2 separate regions of the Pan troglodytes genome follow, and region 2 is linked to region 1. Evidence: chromatin contacts called from public Hi-C data. All regions are on one chromosome and are shown on one strand. The core of a region is the stretch at or near the end of the contact, and the rest is flanking DNA. Distances in the headings are between cores, read along the strand shown. Region 1 overlaps STX8 (syntaxin 8). Region 2 holds the start of NTN1 (netrin 1).

Region 1 (3,060 bases), core at 310-2,809:
AGGGGAAAGGCACACATTGCCACCCAGTCCAGGACGTACATGCTTCTTATTAGGGTGCAGTAACCCTGTTCCCTGGGAGGCTCATTCTTGTCTAATGTCCTCTGCTGAAAAAGACAACCCTTTGGGGGTTTCCGCACTACCTAAGGTCAGCTTCAAAAAGGGAATGTTGCATAGCCATGGTGAACATGGAACAAGTTCTAGGAAGAAATAAGGATCCAGAAGTAGAATCAACCCGAACAAATATTACTGTCAACCAAATAGAGTTTGTGTGTGTTGTATAAAATCACTGTAGAATTATATGCTTCAATTACTGAGATTAAATATTCAGTATCAGGAAAAAGCTTGCCTTTCTTAAAAAGTATGTTTTGGCTGGGCGCAGTGGCTCACACCTCCCAGCACTTTGGGAGGCCGAAGCTGAAAAGTCACCTGAGCTGAGGAGTTCACGACTAACCTGGGCAACATGGTGAAACCTCGTGTCCACTAAAAACACAAAACATTAGCTGGGTGTGGTGGTGGGTACCTGTAGTCCCAGCTACTCAGGAGGGAGGGAGGATCACCTAAGCCTGGGAATTTGAAGCTGCAGTGAGCCATGATCACGCCACTGCACTCCAGCATGGGCGATGGGAGTGAGACTCGGTCTCAAAAAAAAAAAAAAAAAAAAAAAAAAAAAGTATGTTTCTTTCCTTTCCTATTAAATACTTCCATTGTGGTACACATCATATTTCCCTTTCTGTGTTGGTTTTCCAAGATTCTATCCTCAGTGCTAAATTTAATGCTCAAATATGGTATTAGTTTAGGAATTGGACATATTTTATTTACGTTCTCTTCTACATGTAAACATTTTCTATTCTTTAACAGCTTTGAGATTTTATATATACATACATCTTTTATTGTAAACTACCCATGTCCTCTTTGGAATACATAGGTCACAAATTATAAATAAAATCTATCTTGGGATAGGATTTGAGCTATCTTTGCTAAACTGCCCTACAAGATTCCTAGAGACTGAGGTTGGGGAAGAAACTGGGCTTTGAACAGTCCAAAGGCTCCGCTAGCCAGTCTTTATTGCTTGCTGTTTTATCTTAAGTCTGGTTCTGCAGGCTAAACTCTGTGAACGTATTCATTTATTTATGCTTTTGTGTATATTTTGGTGTTGTTTCCAAGGAAAAGTTCTCTTTCAAATCCTCCCGCCTTGCCTTAGTTGAACTAAGGAGAAGTGGGATTTTCTCCTGTGTTGATGTGTTCCTGAGTGTTGGATGGGGTGCTGCCAGCTAACCAGACCAGGACTAGAGCTAAGGAAGAAGCTGCTGGAGCTGGGGCAGAGGCACTGGGAATCCAGGAGGTACAGGACTGGCCCAGAGGTGGATGGACGGAGTCCCTGCCCACAGGGCAATTCCTTTACACAAAGAAGAACCTCAGACAAATAAATGGGTACTAAACATATGAACGATATAAGGGTAGAGCAAAGGCATCCTGGAAGTCAGTGTCACGGTCTCCACCGTGGGGCCTGTCCGTGGGGCTTCAGCATTCACTGGCGTGGGAGACCTGCAGCTTAGGTGTGTCACCACCGTGTGGTGGAAGGGAGAGTGACAGGCATACAGAGCCCAGTGGGTTCCCAGTTCAGAGATTTATGGTGCTTTTCTAAGCCACAGCTTGAACAAAAATAGAATCTGCTTATTAAACTTGTCTCTTTCATAACACAACACAGACTTCAGAGATAACTTTACAGCAGACAAAATAAAGAGGAGGCACTCATATTTCTCCAGCTACCTGCTAATGGCTAATCTCGAGCATGCTTTATTCTGAGGCCTACAGGAAGGAGTTTCCTCCTCTCACCTCCAACTAAAAAGAATCCCCTTTCTTTACTTTGGCATTGAACCCCTTCAGCAGCACAGCTCACAGTCCTGGCCCTGGCTTACTAGGGCTTGCAGAATCATCTTGCTTCACCAAGCTGGTTTGGAAGCAGCAGAATTTCCTCTTGAGCCAACAAGTCTTCCCCTCGCTGAATGCTCTCTGGCTGTTTCTAAGAATGTGCTCTGCAGTTCCCATGCCCCAAGTCCTCAGATGCCACTAGCTATTCAGCTCTCATGCCCCCCATCTTCTCTCCAAACACAAGGCCTTACACCCAACCAGCAAGCAACTCTAGGAAGATTATTTTCAAGACAGATTAAAGTAACCTGACAGAAAATGGAACAAAACATGAATATCCGGTATCATCATGGATACTGGTTGGTTAAGCAAATTTAAATTCATTTCACCAATATTATTGAATTGGGTACAATCACTAAATAACCACTGGGACACAGCAGCCAGGGACCTCCATGTCTCCTAGGTAGATAAAGAAAAATAATAATGAATAGTGAGAGCATTTACAAAGTGCCAAGCATTGTTCTGAAGAACACACATGCTATAATTCATTTCACCCTCACAAATCTCCCAATGTTGGGTAGATCCCATGAATACTTCTAGTTTCTAGGTAGTATTCTAGGAGTATCTAAGGGATGCTCGAGGTCTCACAGCTGGTAACCAATGGAGCTGGATTCCAATCCAGAAAGTCAGACTGTAGACCCCTCAAAACAGTGTCTGCAGCCACTGCCTTACATGGCTTCCCAGGGAAGTCATCCCCTACCTGTAATCAGCTTATGAGGACTTCACAGAAGATGTGGAATTTTAGAGACTTTTTTTTTTTTTAATGAGAACATTATAACTTGGGCATGAGGTAGCTTTGAAGAATTCTCAAAGACCTGATTAAGGTCCTTGGATAAGTGATGACAGTGAGATAGGAGGTGTAAGAAGGTCCAGCAGTCTACCCAGAAAATGTTACCATAAAAATAGAATACTGTCATTAATTTTGAAGTGAATACGACACTTTGTACTTTGCAAAGAACCGTGACATATATGTTATCCATTTTGAGCTTTGCAGTAACCCCAGATGTCATGTTTAACTTTTTATGTGGTCACCATTTATAGTACTTTTTTTTTTTTTTTTGAGATGGAGTCTCTGTCTGTCGCCCAGGCTGGAGTGCAGCGGCACGATCTTGGCTCACTGCAAGCTCCGCC
Region 2 (3,060 bases), core at 204-2,703, 290 kb before region 1:
TATATCTAACTACTGTCTGTGTATAAAGTAACAGACAATCTGAGACATGCGAAGACTCAAAAAATCCACCGTCCATCCACCCTTCCCCCAAGGGTTACTCAAAGTAGCATTTCAGTGGTGTGAGAAATTAATCAAAATAAGGAACTCAGGAATGAGGAAGTCATTTACATAAATGAAATGACAATAAACAATGTAGGCAGAAAAACTGAGTTAGAAGGCTGGGTGCAGTGGCTTACACCTGTATTCCCAACACTTTGAGAGGCCAAGATGGAAGGATCACTTGAGGCCAGAAGTTCCAAACCAGCCTGGGCAACTCATTGAGACCTTGTCTCTACAAAATAAAAAGTGTTTTAAAAATTAGCCGGGCGTGGTGGCATGCACCTGTGGTTTCAGCTACTCGGGAGACTGAGATGGGAGGATCTCTTGAGCCTGGGAGGTCAAGGCTGCAGTGAGCCATGATCCCGCCACTGTACTGCACTCCAGCCAGGATGACTGAGCAGGACCCTGCGCCCCCACCGCCCCCCACCCCCACACACACCCACTACCAAAAAAAGAGAAAAACTGAGTTAATTATGAACGTAGTTTGAAATCACAATGCCAATGTCAAAAAATGATTCTTCAAAGAGCAAGCATATGATGTAAAATTTTAATAATGGCCTGAAGCTAGGGTCCTAGTTTATGCCGGCAAACCTGTGTCCTCCAGCAGCCTTAAGCTCGGCAGAGATTCCCAGGCGCCGGCCTCGCGGGTGAACTGTCACACGTACCCAGAGCTTGGAGGAGGCGCACCGGGGGAGTGTTGTGCTGGGGATTCCCAGGCCGGCTCCTGCTTCTCGCCTGATGAATGTGGAGTTCCTTCAGCCATCCCTCGGGTCCTCTTAAACTTTTCTAAGTTTCAGGAGTGTGAATGACGCATTCCCCTAGTGTTAAGTGGCGACAGTTCTCCCTCTATTTTATCTCTTCAGTCATTTTAATGGTAATTGGGGGAGGCGTGTCAGCGGACCATCTTGGATGAAGGGCAAAAAGACCAGTTAGCATGGAATTGAGGTTTGTCGCTGGTGATGGCAGTGGGGACATGATCGCACGTCCTTGGGTCAGATTTCTCAGCTCTCTCCTCCCCATTTTTACCCCTAGCACTCGGTCAAACAAACAGACAAACAAAAAGACCCCTGCAACCCCCAGACAAACCAAAGCTAGAGTGTGTAGGTTGGGTGGCTTTCTGTTGGATAGTTGTGTGTCCCAAGTTACACGCATTCTATCTTGGCCCAGCTCCACTGGAGCCCGAGCGGCGGGGCGCAGGGTGCGAGCGGGAGGCTGGTGTTCTGCCCGCGATGGGCAGGGGAGCCGGGTGGCCGCGGGGCGAGGAGCCGCGAGGGCCGGGCCGGCGTGACACCACCTGGCGGAGTCTCGGGGAAGAGTCTTAAAGGCGCGCGCTCCTCCGTGCCCCGCGCACTCGAGCGGGAGCCGCGGAGAGCTCGCCTCCCGCTGCCGCCGGCGCCTCGGGGAGGTAAGTGCCACCCGCGGATCCCGAGTCGCGGCCGGGTGGGGGCGGCCCGCGGCTGCCCCGCGCTCGGGAAGCTCTGGCTGGGGCTGCGGTCGGAGGGCGGCGCCCAAGTTTTCTTGAAGGCCTCGGAGGGCAGCTGGAGCGGCGTAGAGCCTGCGCGGGGATGGCGGGGGTGGCCGCGGGCCCGGGCCGTCTGGGGGCGGCCATCCCGGGCGGTGCGTGGAAAAGTAGGCACTGGTGCGCGGCGAGGGGCGCACGCCAGAGCCCCAGCCCCGCGTCCTGCGCACTTGGCGCGCTCTGGCCGCGGTCTCGGCGAGCCCCAGCCTGCTCCGGGCCGCGACCCCGGCTCCGCGCCTTCCTGCCCGCCCGGGTCCTTTGTAGCCCGCTCGCCCCGCGGTCGCGCACGGTCACGCCGGCAGGTCGCGCTCGGCGGCCGGCCAAGCCAGCCCCGGCCCCGCCGCGCCCGCGCCCCGGGCCACCCCGCCCGGCCCCCTCGGCGCTGCACCCCTCGCTTTCCCCATCTCCAGCCGCTCGCTATTTTCACACCTCCCGGTGCCCCGGCCCCGGCGCCTGATTCAGTGCTTAGTAATTAATTTGGCGTTTCAGAATGGTCAGCGGGCTGGATAATGGGTGCATTCATCCCCCGGGCTAATCTGAACAGAGGTGGGAAGAAAGGCTTTCACAGACAGAAAATGCCATTCGCCGAGCGCTCAAAGGGGCTGTCACTCCCAGAATAAATCGCCGCCGCGCCCGCCGGCTCCTCTGGCCATTTCCATACAGCTCCGGCCCGCGCCGCGGACCCGCCGGCCTCGGCCTCGGCTCCCGGGAATCACTCACTCGAGTGCCTTCGACGGGAAAGTCGGGCGAGAGCTGGACCCAGGCGGGGGCCGAGGGAAACGGGGAAACTGGAGACTCGGGTGAAGGCCGCAGGGGACAAAGAGATTGATTAGAAAATCAAACGCGCATCTAGAAGGAGGCGCAGGCGACTGCTCAAGGCGCGGACGGCGGAGCTGGGGCTCGGGAGCGTCCGTCCAAAACCCCCGAGGTTCGCCAAAGAGGAGGGCCCGCGGCCCAGACCCTCCGGAGCGTGCCCGAGGCGACACGGCAAGCTTCTGGGGCTCCCAAATTGTGAATGGAGTTCAATGCACAAGCATAGATAGTAGAAACAGGGTCGACCTGCACAGACTTTTTATTCCGAGTTCCTTGTGCTATCAGCCCCTTCGCCCTCGCGGCCTGGAAGGTGACACGGTGTCTTCCCCGGCCTCCTGCTCGCCACCCCTGTTGGGACCCTCGGGTCCGCCTGGGGACATCTGCTGAGGCTTTATCCTTTGATCCCTTCTGGATCCGGTGACGCGCTAAGTGTTGGGCACGTACGGCCTACGGAGTTTGAATGCTGGGGCCTTCCTGTTGCGGCACCCCCAGCCCACTGGTGCAGCGGGATCCTGCGCTCGCGGCGCGGTCCTCTGGATTAGCGCCTCCAGCCAGGCTGTGGCGCCTCCAGTGGGTAGGGCTGGCTCGGCTCTAGCCAGGTGAAGCTCCAGACTCTGGATTTTCCCGTC

Evidence for each region. Hi-C and Micro-C count contacts between places; a contact is called where the count stands out from the background.
Region 2: a contact with region 1 is called in a Hi-C map of induced pluripotent stem cells, with 2.3 times the contacts expected there. The contact joins the promoter of NTN1 here to the enhancer-like site in region 1. A contact is called at or near these places in 2 of 7 Hi-C or Micro-C datasets (induced pluripotent stem cells and stem cell-derived neural progenitor cells).

Annotation. Positions count from the first base shown.
Region 1 is chr19:61,409,165-61,412,224 of NHGRI_mPanTro3-v2.0_pri, reverse strand. The region is part of intron 7 of STX8 (syntaxin 8); the gene reads right to left. Among named protein-coding and RNA genes, the nearest start is that of STX8, 280 kb to the right of the region's middle. Within about 2 kb of position 1,559, at least 4 of the 24 cell types and tissues checked have an H3K27ac peak or open chromatin away from gene starts, as enhancers often do. A contact at or near this core is called in induced pluripotent stem cells, where this site is marked.
Region 2 is chr19:61,698,975-61,702,034 of NHGRI_mPanTro3-v2.0_pri, reverse strand. It overlaps NTN1 (netrin 1), which reads left to right and starts at 1,453. Exons shown (of 7, transcript XM_024350490.3): 1 at 1,453-1,504.